Linked DNA regions of Zea mays: region 1 is linked to region 2. The links are chromatin contacts, called in public Hi-C maps. All regions are on one chromosome and are shown on one strand. Each heading gives the region's core, a stretch centred on a gene start, on an enhancer-like site or on the middle of the called end of the contact. The rest is flanking DNA. Distances are from core to core; before and after follow the strand shown. Region 1 holds the start of LOC100192825. Region 2 holds the start of LOC100284917 (60S ribosomal protein L5-1).

Region 1 (7,061 bases), core at 1,067-3,566, 180 kb after region 2:
GATTTGTGTTCGGTGAGGATACAAGCGCGGACTCGCTCCGAATGATGGATCACGGGATCCGAGTAAGGAACTGAGACACTGGGATTATACTGGTTTAGGATTTTACCCTAGTCCAGTGTAGTGCTAGTCGTAATATTGCTTTGAGATATGTTATAGCAGGTGCACTTGTATGTCCTTAGAGAAAAGAGAGCATGTCCCTTTTATAATTCAAGGGTTGAACTTTACAGTGGAGATCTATTTTCTATGAGAGAGAGAGTGTGTGTATGTGTGTGTGTGATCGGCTTATCTGAGTCGTGTGTGTGTTCTCCGCATGATCATGCGTAGTCGTACTCTTGGTATGGCGTATTGTCTCGTTTATTTGTCATACGGCCTCCATGTAGCTAGTCTGTTGCTTACATCTTCATAGTAGTGCGTGGGGGATCCCTCGAGTCAGTCCCACGGAGCGGTCGTGCGTGGCGCGGTTCTACCTATCGTCATGGGCCCGTATCACCCCCTGGAATGCGTAGACATACACCCCGGTATGGTGTACCTATTTGTTCTTTTGGGTATGCGAATCACTGTAGAGACTCCGACACTGAGGCCCCTATGATCGAGGTTGACTAGCCCCATGGGTCAATGTGGGTATATCTGTGGGCGCATGCGACTATGCGAGGGTGTTTTGTCGCGTCTGTTAGAGACCTTTTGGTACTATATATACGATTTGGATGTGGCTTGATGATGTTGCATAGGGGTGAAAACGGACGGATACGGACGGTTAGTAGCTCATCCTGTATCCTACCCTAATGTATTTAAAATGGATTCAAGATAGGATATGGATAGTTAGAAACGGGACGAATACAGATACAGGGACCGGATATTTACCCGGGCGGATAAGTGACGAATACGAATATTATTTGGTCGGATATCGAATACTTGTCGGATAATGCATTAATTGGTTATCATAAAATATTCTTGTTCGACCACGAAATTGCAAGTAAATTATCAAGACTAATAAACATTTTATAAGAAGGTAATCTCAAGTTCCCATATAAAATAGTAAAGTGAAGTATTGATTATGTTAAAACTTGGATACTTAGAATGATTTCACGTGTAACTCACGCAATAAGTGAAAATAAAATAGAAGAAACGTTGATATCTTATGGATTTTACGGTCCTATTATTTTTATAACTATATGTGGCCATATGTTGTACCTTCGTATAATTTCATGAATTTGTGAGGCTATTTGTGCATTATTAATTTTTTTATAATAAAATCATCAAAATATAATTAAATCCATAAAATACACTAGTTTCGACCCAAAATTGCAAAAAGTTACCAAAACTAATAAACAATCTATCAAAGATAACCTCAAATCTCCACATGAAAATAATAAGTGGAGTATTGAGTATGTTGAAACTTCGATACATGATGTGATTTCACGTGTAATTCACGCAATAAGTATGAGTGGAATGGAAGAAACACTAGCATCTTATGGATTTTATAGTCCAAATGTTTTTAGAACTATATATAGATATATGTTGTGTCTCCGTAAAAAAAATTATGAATTGTTTGGGCTATTTGTGTATTATTACTATTTTATATAGAAAATCATCAAAATACAATTAAATTCATAAAATATGATAGTTTCACTAAAAATTGCAAATAGGTTAAAAACTAACAAACATTCTATACAAAAAGATAACTCAAGTCCTCACATAAAAATAATAAAGTAAAGTATTTATTATGTTGAAACTTTAGATACTTAGATTGATTTCACATGTAGCTCATATAAATAAGTTAAAATAAAATGGAAGAAACACGTGTATCTTATAGATCTTATGATTCAAGTATTTTTTATTGTTGTATACGAACATATGTTGTGGCTTCGTAAAATTTTAGAAAAATTAGACTATTTGGTGTATTATTATTTTCTTATTGTACGAAATCATCAAAATACAATTAAATTCATAAAAATATTATAGCGTCGACCAAAAATTAAAAATTAGTTACTATTTGTATGAGCCAACGGTTATTAATCACGTATCATTTGGTCGAAAATACCTCACAAGGTGGCTTCCGGTCCCCGCCTCTATGACCCAACGGTCAGCTGTTCGCAAACGTTCCTATTCCCAGTCAACTACTCTTCTCATGCCAATGGACCCCCACGTTCCCTCCCTCCGGAGTCCGGACCCACCCACCAGACTAGCCGTTGCTCCTCACTCCTCATCATCGCCGCCGCCGCCGCCGACACGCCTCCAACGGCCAAATCCTCCGCGCCAGCGCCACCCCGCCCGCCCGCGCAGGTATAAAGTTCCCACCACTCCACCGCTCCCACTCCACTCCAAACCTCCCTCTCTCGATCTCGACCTCGCCCCTTCGACCGCAAGCCATCCCGCTCCCTCGGTAAGCTTCCAAGCGGAGTCCGGCGGCGTCGAGTCGAATGGCGGGCAAGTCGCACACGCGCAAGGCGTTCCTCCTGTGCAACTACGTCCTCATGGGCGCCGCTTCCAGCTGCATCTTCCTCACGCTGTCGCTGCGCCTGCTGCCGTCCCCGTGCGGCCTCCTCCTGCTCTTCCTCCACGCCCTCACCGCCGTCTTCTCCGCGGCCGGCTGCTCGGGCTCCTTCACGGCGCCCGCCACGCCCGCGCAGTGGCACAACGCGCACACCGCGGGGGCCGCGCTCACCGCCATCTTCCAGGGGGCCGTCGCGCTGCTCGCGTTCACCCGCACCTCCGACTTCCTGGCCGAGCTTCAGTCCTACGTCCGCGACGAGGACGGCGCCGTCATCCTCAAGATGGTCGGGGGCCTCGGCACCGCCATCTTCGTCCTCGAGTGGGCCGCGCTCGCGCTCGCCTTCTCCCTCCGCCTCGATGACGACGACGACGACGACCTCCAGGCCAAGAACCGGCAGCCGTACCATGTCTGATCGTCCGCTGGTGTTAGCTCCTTCAGAATGATATATGAACAAGATTCGTTGATTCTTTGCCGTCTGTTAGTATGTACTATTGCTTTTTTTTGGTACTACTGTGCCTGTTCAACCAAAATTGTTAAATGCCAAAGCAAATATACATTGCTTTTTGTTGCCTTTGCTACTACTTGCATGCACATTCATCAGATTTGATGCAAACAGGTTGTAAAAACAAATTTCTGAGAAAATCTGTCATTTGATAAGCCACAAGTGAAAAATATATTTGCTCGCCCCAGTCGCACCGAGCCATTGGCAATTTTACCATTGCCATTATCACAGATGGTTGCACTAGACACGAGATGGAAACCAAAACCGAGAGTGACAAATAGCAAATTTCTCCACTTCTCTCAAGAGATGCGCTTCAATTGACCAGTCACAGGACACATTACTTATTTGGCAGAATCACGAGTGCACATAATGTTCATAACACCACATGTTGCAGAGAACAATGCCTTGCCTTAACAATAGGTCAAACATTTGAACTGAATGTCCTTCATGAACAAACCTACTTTCTGGCTAAAATTACAACATGTCACTGGAAACATAATCGATCCAGATCATCCATATGCAAAACCAAGTTGCACGCACTTCCATAGCCATGGGAGGGACATGGACCTCTGAGCTTTGTGCTCACCTGGGTGCATAGCCTCATTTATACCTGATCCGACTTTCAGGGTGTCCTGTTACAAACTCTACTGCTTTGAAGGGAACAGATTGATCTGAGGAGCTTCGGTGCCACCATTGCCATTTTGAATGGTTCTAGATTTCAACCGCAACTCAGGAGAAGCAGACAGAGCATTGACAGCCTCTTCAGGAGGTAAACATCTCTTCGAGAAGTACATGGCTATGCTTTTATTCTTCTTGGATTTCACTGGAAAACAAGTAATATGGTTGGTAAAAATTTCCAAGGGCAAATATGCATGGATCCTACTGAAACAAAAGCAAACTGATTAATACAAGTACCTGGTGACGAATCCAATCCCAGCTTGTCAAGCACCTCTTTCTTTACCTGCAGTACATAACATGTTAAATCCATTTTGCCAAATAAACAAAAATCATGCTACTGACATAGAAACTATGAACAATCAGCCACAGGAATTTTCAATGTGAGAGCATGTTCACCTTCCAATGATTGTCAACAAAGTCAGATATCTCTCTCACTTTGCGATTCAGCTGAGTCTTTGAAACATTTGGAAACTTGTGCTGCAGTAATTCCACCACCTTATGGATACCATCTCGACATGATCTTATCACCTGGACCTGCATTGGGGTTGAAGCAAAATAAAAACTACAGCTGCATTCTATCTTCAAACAATAGATATTGCTTGCTAAGATTCACTTAGTGCTTACAATTTCTGGCAGATCTGTTTCTGGTATAGCAGATGCAGCCCCAGGAGAACCATCCTTCGGATTGGGCTGGTTAATTTCTTCAACAGTTGCAGATGAGCTGTCAGTTAGAGGCACATCAACAACTGCGCCTCCTGGACAGATGTGCATTGAAAGAACTTGCAAACATAGCTGTTCGATCTTTGCTGTCCCCTTGAGGTCTTCGGCAGTCAGTAATTCAGCTTTTTCATGATTTAGGTTGGATATAATAAGAGGTTGGCTCTTCCGGAGAGCTTGCTCGGTTAAAATGTTCAGGACTCTTTGTTGGCGCAGTAGAGACCTGAACTCTTCAACTTCTGCACACTGACCAGTTGGTGAGCTACTGGCTTCCTCATCTTTATCATCCAATAGGCTTTCAATTTGTATTCCCTGCAGGAAGGAAACTCCAACAGTGAAACAAAGAATATTGCACATTTATTTTAATTGAGGATGGCATCACACATGGTAGGACCAAGATTGCTAAAATAACAATCATGAATCAGATCAGAACTTCAATTGTAAGATCATAAACCTGGATTATAACTACTAAAACCATAATATTCTGGATTCTAGTTAATAGAACCATAGAATCGACACAATCAACTAAGATTGTGGAGTAATAAAATTAGATTGACAGAATCACAGTTTTAACAACTATGGGTACAACAGATATGGAAGTGCATTATAACTTATAAGTCAACAAAGGCACATGGATGAATTCATACATAAACTTGGCCGAGGAAGGAAAGACCACACTCCTAGTATTATATTAAGAGACCGAAACATGATCCCGACCAAGAAAATCTCTAAACCCTAGGCCCATCACTAGCGGGCCATCACCGCTCACTCTGCAACAGCCTAGCCGGAGGGTGGCGAGTAACCCAAGAGCGAGTGGGGCACAACTAGGGGATTTTTTAACCAAGCTAGAAATTCGCCGCCAAGGGGGATCAAACCCGGTAAATGGAGGTGCTAATCGGAAGCCTTAACCGCTAAGGTATAGACCCTTTCGCAGGATTCATATATAGAACTTGTATCTTCCTAATTTCTACTACACTTGTGTACACTTGTTTTATTCCACTATTTTTATTTTCTTGCAAGCACAACACTTATCCATGGAATACAGTTCTCACTATTATTATCCCTTCAGCAGATATAAGACATTAGTATATAACTTCTGCTGAATATGGCATGTACCTCTGGGTTTGAGATAAGAGAATTGGAGTTTTCCTGGTTTGATACCTAACACTAGCAGATTACTAATATTTGGTTCACACTTCTGTCGATGAAAGTGGTATGTGACTTTACTAATTGAAACCAGCATGGAAAGTTGCATTGCGCCAAGTGGCCAAGACAAATGAGGTAGTCAAATTAGAAAAGGAGACATCGCTTATTTAATCTATACCTCATTGTCCGATAGATAGCCATCAGGCACAACAAAGCTATCTTCATCTTCTTCATCTGTAATTTTGGAATCTTCTTCCATAAATTCATCATTATCCTTCTCACAGTCAGAAAGACTCTCACCAGGATCCTCCTGTGCAGAAAACAAAATATGAATTTCTTACCAAAAGAGAAAAAATAAAGATGCTAGAATATCAGCAATTACCTCTTCCCATTCATCATCACTATCAACCTCATAGTCAAGATTAGGATCCATCTTAAGTGGACACCTTGGACCAATAACAACACTGCAAATAAATGTAGAATAAATAATGGTATAGCACTAAAACAAAAGATGATGATAAATTATAGGGAGCATGAATATTGAAATGCAACCTTTTCTTCCTCCAGGATCCATAATACGCTGGCCTGTTACTTTTGTCAAATTGCAGAAGTTTCCTTCTAATTAATCTAGTTTGCAGAGGTTTAGGGTTATTGGTGTCATGACATTGCACCTCAATAGCTTGTAGCATGTCAATGTCACTTTCAAGCGTAGCATGTTCATTTTCCTGACTTGAAGTGTGGCAGCCATCTTTATTTGGAGTAGAAAGTATTTCATCAACCATATCATCTGAGGATTTCTGAAGCTTCAGTTCATTAAATGCTTTCGTCTTGGGTTTGCATCTTACACCCCATCTGGAGGACCTATTGTGGCTAGATAGCTTCTTCCAACCAGTGATCTGCAACCTGTAACCAATTTTCATTAAATCGTTTAGTAAGTGTGAAAGTGAAAAAACAAGGAAATGTTGCTAACCTCCAAAGATCCTCCAAAACCCAGCTCTCTTGTTGAGACAATGAATAATCAATTTTTGATGTGGTTGATGGTACGGTCTCTTTGTTGTCATTGCACGGACCATCAGCTGAGTTGTTCTCTCCAGATTTTTGAAGTTTTCCATTGTCTTTCTTACTTTTGAAAAATCTTTGCATCATAGAAGCTTGCTTTTGCACGGCTAGTTGCTTCTTGAGTTGTGCAGCTTCCTTCTCAAGGCGCTTCTGTTCTTTCTCAGCTTCCTCTTGCTGTTTTTTATGTTGTTTCTTCATTTCAGCTTCTTCCTTTTCACGACGCTTCTGTTCTTTCAGTGCTTCCTCCTCCTGCTTCTTTTGTTGTTTCTTAGCTTCAGCTTCCTCCTTTTCACGTCTCTTCTGTTCTCTTAGGACATCTTCTTGCTGTTTCTTTTGCAGTTTTTTCATCCGAGCTTCTTCTTTCTCCTGGCGCTTTATTTCCTTCTCCACCTGTTTTTGTGCCTTTTGAACCTCTTTTTCCTAGAATTCAACAATATAACATTACCATATTGTGAGAAAAGCAAT
Region 2 (7,436 bases), core at 4,922-7,421:
TATAGCTGCTGAACAGGGACATAGAACACGACAAGCAGGGGAGATAAAATGGTAGATAAGGTTCAGGCTACAACCAATTCAATCAACTAAAAGGATGCCCAATAAAATTATAACATTCGCAGTCATAGGCGGACTCACCGCCCAGGCGCCACAGGCCACTGCGTGTGGGTGTGGCTGCCTCGCCGCCTCAAAGGAGCACATAAGTCCAAATATTTGAACCCAGATGATAATCCCGCCTATAGTTATTAGCAGTTAATAATCTTGCATAGGTTGTATTTCTGGGTCCGCCATTGTTCGCAGTCACGTTAACCCAATATCCATGTCCAGGAGTGTTGGAGCTATTGACTGCAGAGAACTGAATCTACTGCTAAGCGCAAAATGGAGCTCTGAATGCCACGGACGCCAGCCCCCCGATTCAGCACAGCTCGGCGGCAAATCATCCATGCCCCTCCGGAGGAGATTGAAGGTAGGCGGATGGGGCCGGAGGAACAAAGGATTCTTTGAATGGCGGAAGACGGCTGGAGACGCAACGCGCCCGCGTAGAAACCTGCGACGTCGCTTGTGGATGGGGGTGGTGGCCATGGGTGGTGTTGATGCCGCGCCCGCAGTGCGCCGGAACCGGCAGAGTGTGACCCGAACCGAACCGGGCAATGGCAGATGGGGATCTTTTAAGCACTCACCTTCAGGTTGCCCGTGAAGGCCGGTGGCATCGCAGCCATGTGAACGATGGCCGGCGCCGGCGCCGGCGCCGGCGGTTAGAGAGATGCGGGCGAGCAAGGGTGTCACGGTGCTTCCCCGGAGCACTTCTTTCCTTTCTCTCTAGGCCGTCTAGGGTTTAACCGTTCAAGGGCCTGATTAATGGGCCACTGTCTTCTGTTACTTTTGTTGTGTGGATCAGAGCAGAGCAGGACGGGCACTGGAAGAGAATTGAGGAAATCTATTCAATGGCATCCAAACTTATACTAATTCTTTCAATACTGTTAAAATTTATAGCTTCCTTTTAATACCATTAAATTTAAATTTTAATACCTTAAATACCATTATAGAAAAATTCCTGTTATGTCATCAGATTTTATACTCATTCTTTATGTGCTACTGAATGACATGTAGGTATATTTTTTTGTGTGTATGACATGTGGGGCCAGTGGCACACAAGTAACGGGTATATTTTCTGATGGCATACAGAGAATTGGCCCTATCATTATCGTTAGTTCTATTTTGAGCAAATTTCTCTAATGCCATCAAAATCTATATTAATTTCTTTAATGCCACTAGAAATTGGTTTGATCTATTTGGATTTTAAAAATTCAAGAATAAAAAATATGGACTAGATTTTTAAAATTTCACGATTTTTTTAAAACTTCAGTACATATTTTTTGTAAACACCAAAAATTACTCCACTATATCAATTTGGTCTATTTTATTCCTATTTTTTAACTAACAACAAACACTAATGATAACAAAGGGAGCCAAATTTTAAAATCAATGTGGTATATTCGCGTTTCAAAAATTTTGGGTTCTAAAAATGTGGATAGAAGTTCTAAACAATATTTAAATAATTTTTTAAATTTCACTACATATTTTTTTAGAACCCAGAAAGCTATGTGTTTATTCATTTATACCAATTTGATCTATTCAATTTTTCATATATAATTTTTCAAAATTATTAGGAAGCAAATAGATCAAACTAACATATTGAAGTAATTTTGGAGTTTCAAAAAGTATGGGCTGAAGTTTTTTTTTAAATAGTGGAATTCTAAAAATTTAGTCTAGATTTTTTTCTGGAATTTTTAAAACCCAAATAGACCAAACTATTTTCTAGTGTCATTAAAGGGATCAGTATAGATTTTGATGGTATTGAAGGGATTTGTTTTAAATGGAACTAACGGCGTTAGCTTCAAACCAACGGTGATGGCATTGAAAAGATTAAAATTTAAATTTAATGGCATTAGAGGGAAGCTATAAATTCCAATGGTATTGAAGAGATTGGTATAAATTTGAATGGCATTGAAGGGATTTTCTCAAGAGAATTTCGGTCCAGGTTTGGTATGGCTTTGCGGCTGCACTACTCTGAGCGGACACTGCGAATGGATTGAGGTGGTCGCTCAAACCAGCTAATAATTTATTAACTCATTTGTTCGTTTTAGATTAAAGTCGGCTATTTAGATTGATACAGCTGTAATTCATAAAGACAAACACTATAGAAACAATAGAATCTGGTATGGATTAAAAACAAGCGAACAAGCTAGCCTAAGTAATTGAGTGTGTAATGGTTGCTTGGGACGCTATAGGACCGTATTATCGCGGTATTGGGCTGTAATAAGTGGATTAGCCAGTGTATTAGCTGGATTAGCAGGTGAGGGTGACAATCTATAAATGTTGTAATGATTGTTCAGAGGAGTATATTGAATGAAATAGGAAAACAGACTCCTGAACAAACTTATATGTGTCTCGTCGGCGACCTCTAGAGAGGCTCACGCCTCGGCGAATCGCCGTTGTGGCCTGATGAACTATTAAGGTATAAGACTGGCTCCAACAAGGTCCACTAAAGGGTTCTCTACCCTAAATATAGAGGATCAAACGGTCCTCTACGCTCTCCAGCAACGTCCTCTAAACGGTCCTTTAAATTTAGAGGACGCTGCTGGATTCTCTATATATAGAGTTTCTCTAAACGATCCTCTATTCATTTGACTGCTTTAAATAACCGGTTTAGCAAAACTAAAATATGTACAATATATTTGAGAGTATGATAAATACGTATGTACAAAAAATAAAATTAAAAAATGTCTTTAATATGGGTATTTGAGTATAGAGAACGTGATTTAGAGAACGTTGTTGGAGAGAAATGAGATATAGAGGATGAAATCTTTTAGAGGAGACTGTAAAGGACAGATATAGAGGATGAATATAGAGGACGTTGCTGGAGACAGTCTAACACAATCTCGTTTTCCATATCCCTCCTACCGCTATACACTGTATTTTTCTTTTCTTTATTTATCTTGGTATCTTCGTACAGCGGTGAGGCAATCTTTGCTAGTTGAACTATTACCATATTAATTGTCACTGAGGCTTGTTTGTTTCTCAATCCATGTGAATTGTATAGGATTGAGTAGGTTTAAATTGATTTAATTTGATTTGGAGAAGGGCTTCGTACAGCAGACGAGGATCATGCTGATTCATGCAGATTGTCGCGTCGACCAGAATTCAAAGGTTTAAAACATTTATGCGCAAGGTACAAATCGATTTGGAGAAGGGCGGAGGAAAAGGGGGTGCATTGAGGTGATGGTAAAGCTGGGTTTTTGTGTGCAAGCAAAGTGTAACTACCGTTCTGTCGCTAGTAGTCTAATTGCTGCATATTCTGGCATCAGTAAGAAACCAATCAAACGAGAATGTTACAGTGACGAACCAGTCAATGTTTAGGTTGATATTAAAGGCACAATACTGCACCGTCACATAAGCAAGACAAGCAGGTGTAGAACTCAGAAAAAACATGTCCAAACGGCAGCATTTCAATGTAAAGAGTAAACATTGAGAGCTCAAGCTCGAAACTAACAGAAACAGTTTTGTTCACCTCGCAAAACTTAAACAAAAATGCCTATTGCAGTACTACAGGTCCCCGCATAAGACAGTACACAATTGCTGATCGCTGGATTGAGATAGCACTACTTCGATGGCAATTAACTTTACTCGTCGTCCTCATCGTCGTCATCAGCACCACCGGAGGAGTTGAGTTGGTTGAGCCTTTCAATGAGGCTGGCCTTCCTCTGCTCATATGTCAGCTTCTTGGGGTTGTACCTGAAACACGCAGAAGGCAGGTCAGGGCAGAGCAAACGATTGGATTATGTCGACCAAACTATATATAAAAAGTAGCTACTATACCTCTTATGCTCCTTTGGTGGCTGCTTGGTTGACTTAACAATGGAAGGATCGGCACGGATGGCAGCATGGACCTTCTTGTACAGCGCTTCTATTTCATCAGCCTCAACTCCCTTCTTAATGTACGCACTGAAGTGGCTCTGGTACTTTTCTGGCTCCTCTTCAGCAAGGTTCTGGGACATAACAAAGAGCAGAAGAACAATTAAATCAATTGAGAATCGGTCAGCCTCTAGTCCAATATTTGCCCTGATGTAGATATCACAGTAATCACGAGGGAACAAAGGAAATGAAATAATGTGTTCAGCAGCAAGCACAACTCACCTTCATGTAGTCAGCAACATGGCCACCATAGATGTACCTGCGGTGGGTATCAGCATCCAACTGCTTGTCGTCCTTCTTGAATCCAGCAAACCTCTTCTCGCTGTGAGGAATATCCAGGCCTCCATCCAATGCTCCCTGCGGCAACAAACGTTAAAGGGGCTAGAGAGATGGGAAATCGTTCACCACAACAAGAGATGACTCTTACAGCAAGCACATGAAAAAATGATTATTCTTGATGGGCTAAATACAAACAATGACACCAATATAATATCATGGTAACAAACAGAAGATATATACCTTGAGGGCACCAAAGACACGGTTCCCTGTTGTAGTCCTGATAAGGCCAACATCCAAGAGAGCACGGAAAGGCCTCCTCTCATCAGCTGGCTCAACAGAGAAGTCCTCACCAGTGGCCTGATGAACAAAAAGAACCGTCAGAAATACCAAACCAATGCAACATCAGATATTAAAATAAGATTATATATTTGGCCAAATTTTACCTCAACATTGCCCTCGTACTCCTGATCCAAACCACGGATCTTGAGCACACGGCGAGCCAACAGAAGGCCAGTGCAGTAGGCTACAAGATGGGTGTTGATTTAGAGAATATATAAATACATTAAAATATAATATGCAATTTATACATTATTTCCATGGAAAAAATACCAGCTGCATAGTTGGTCAGACCAACTTCAAGACCATATCGTGGCAACTCATGCGAGTAGGCAGAAGCAAGAACCATATCACCCGCTATACTAGCAGATATGATTTGGGCAGTGATGTCCTTGTTGGTCTAAGAATATCTAGTTAAGAGATACAATATATGCTTCTGGAGCTCAAAGTACCATAGCAATAGGTAGAAACCAGATGGTCAAATAATCAAAGGATACAAATCGCACAACAAATCTGTATTTGGGTGTGTTGTACTTGTTTTTGTCTTGGTTAATCAGCCTTATCCTGGCCCTGTAGTCTGTCTTGCCAGCTGCAAACACAATCAATAGGAAAAGACTATCAAATACACAGGAAATAATAATAATAATGCAATCAACATGAGAGCAGAAAACATACCCCGCCTTCTCTTGAATTTCACTTGGAAACGTTTGAAATACGCATTGGTCTTATGAGTCTTCACGAAACCCCCCTGGAGAGAGAACCAAAAGGTACATAAATACATAGATGAATTTGAGAATTGAAAACTGTCAAGGATTCAGACGATGGAAATAACTAAGCTGCATATGTAGATTTATCAATAGTTACAGCTGAGTAAACAATATAGATGTCAAAAGCAGTATACCAATATTTCAATACTTGTCTAGGAACCAATGACACCACATCAAGCTCTCATGGCACATCAACAACGGTCAGACAGAAAATTCGCAAAGTTATGCAAGGTATAAAAACAGTTATACCCACTCTAGTGTACAGATCTACTAAGCCTAACAAAGTTTTTTCGCAGAACAATTGAATCCTGTGAGGTAAAGGAGACTCGTAAACCATGGAAAGAATAAGAAACAACCAAATTGCATGCATTCAACAATACATCCACACGAGAGCATGCAGTCAAACATACATTATATACAGCTAAATCAAACGACCTAACCAGAAGCACCGGGTCCTTTAGTGCATTGTGCAGAAGGGTCCAAAGCCAACCCTTCGCCCAAACGTTAGTGTTGACATAACAGAAAGAAAATATGATGCAAGGTCCATCCAATTCAACTTATTCTACCTAAACATCGATCTCAGTTCTTCACGAGCTCGCAAGCTTCCACGAGTGTAGCCTGCTGCCAACCAGCGCGCTCAACATCGCCGCGGTAACTCAACATGATCGAGCACGGAGACAGCAATCGCTTCAAGAAGCAGGAATGTACCGGAAGGGCTCAAGATCTTACCATTCTGTGGACGCGGCAGCAGCAACGGCGGCTGCTTCTCCTGGCGAGCGAGAGGATGGGAGCTGCGGGTGAATGGAAGGGTTTTTAAGGGCGCCTCCTTCGGCCCTTTTAATTCTGGAGAAACCCTACCCGGTGGACGGATGGATGGCGTCTTGTCGCTGGGATGGATGGCCAGATCGATTTGAGCGTGGTGCTGGAATAAATGGGCCTTTCGTCGGTGTTGGTGGGCTAGAATAAAGGTTTGGTGAGTCATTATTTAATGGATTGATGGGCCTGATATCTCTACTGGTACATATTTTCTTTTTTTTCTCTCCCACATTTTAAACAAAAGAAAAAGGAACACGATTTATATTTACTGGACCGGCGCGGCAGCGCCTGCCGTATCGTTTGGCCACGGTCGCACACACTAACGATAATTTGTCTTCTCCAAAAGTTGGAGTTTCCATATTAACCCCTACTCTAATAAAATGAACTAAAGGTTTATTTGATGTCTAACTTGTCACACTTTGATTAGTTTTTTTATAAAGTTAGTATTTCAATTCCGATGAGTAATAGTTTTTCAATTCCGACGACTAATATTAGTTAAAGTGTGGCACAGTCATCCGCGAACTAAATAAGCCCTAAATCATGTGTCATCTAGTGAAGCCATGCTTCAACACACTCGTCGTGTCGCCGTATTTCCTCTGCATACTTGATATGAACCAGGGACTTGAATCTAGATCTATTTAAATGTCGGGTGGTCAAAATCGGGTGATGTGTTGTTTGGCATGGTCTGTGTCTGACCTGTACCTAGTATCGAGTCGAGTTGGCTCGTGCATCCCTGCTGGACATGTTGGGTCAAGCTTTTTTGGCTTTAGGTCGGTTTTTTATGTTGGATCGGATTTTGGATCAAGAATCATGGTGTTCGAACCAGAAATGAGCCGGCGGACTGTCCGGCCCTGAGGCCGGACGGTCCGCGCCTGTGGGCCGGACGGTCCGCGCGTGCGCAGAGCAGATTAGGGTTCCGAGTTTTGTGCTACGGTTGTTAGCTAAAATCGCGGGATAAGCTCTGGAATTAGTTTGTAAAGGGTACAGCCCCCCTCCTCTATAAATAGAGAGGTATACGGCCGATTTGTAATCATCAATCGAATCAATACAACTTCTATTTCACATTTTATCTTAGGAGTAGTTCTAGTCTAGTTTAGGTTTAGCTATCCAATCCCCAAATTCTTCGTCTCTCCTCGACTCTACGTCGATTAGAGGAGTTTAGGTCGGCCAGCCCGAGCCTAGACACAACCTAGGATCTCTACTCCCCGACGGGGTCCCTCCCAGGAGCGAGATCCAGGCGCCGTCGGCGATCTCCCGCCGTCC

Evidence for each region. A called contact is a pair of places that touch in the nucleus more often than the background predicts.
Region 1: a contact with region 2 is called in a Hi-C map of tassel, with 4 times the contacts expected there. The contact joins the promoter of LOC100192825 here to the promoter of LOC100284917 in region 2. A contact is called at or near these places in 9 of 25 Hi-C or Micro-C datasets (ear, endosperm, leaf and 2 more) and 1 of 3 datasets of contacts at active chromatin or transcription factors (leaf).

Annotation. Positions count from the first base shown.
Region 1 is chr8:170,653,260-170,660,320 of Zm-B73-REFERENCE-NAM-5.0, forward strand. It overlaps LOC100192825, which reads left to right and starts at 2,317. Exons shown (of 1, transcript NM_001138016.2): 1 at 2,317-3,149. The coding sequence starts at 2,421. The coding sequence ends at 2,906. It overlaps LOC100101530 (chromatin assembly factor 1 subunit FSM), which reads right to left. Exons shown (of 13, transcript XM_008658761.3): 6 at 6,508-7,016; 7 at 6,090-6,440; 8 at 5,920-6,001; 9 at 5,716-5,847; 10 at 4,299-4,703; 11 at 4,071-4,208; 12 at 3,912-3,957; 13 at 3,263-3,819. The coding sequence ends at 3,641.
Region 2 is chr8:170,472,777-170,480,212 of Zm-B73-REFERENCE-NAM-5.0, forward strand. LOC100284917 (60S ribosomal protein L5-1) reads right to left here and starts at 6,172. Exons shown (of 9, transcript NM_001157812.2): 1 at 6,087-6,172; 2 at 5,266-5,338; 3 at 5,088-5,179; 4 at 4,864-4,990; 5 at 4,698-4,777; 6 at 4,495-4,611; 7 at 4,198-4,332; 8 at 3,880-4,049; 9 at 3,508-3,795. The coding sequence starts at 6,089. The coding sequence ends at 3,684. It overlaps LOC100273323, which reads right to left and starts at 808. Exons shown (of 5, transcript NM_001147764.2): 1 at 681-808. The coding sequence starts at 719.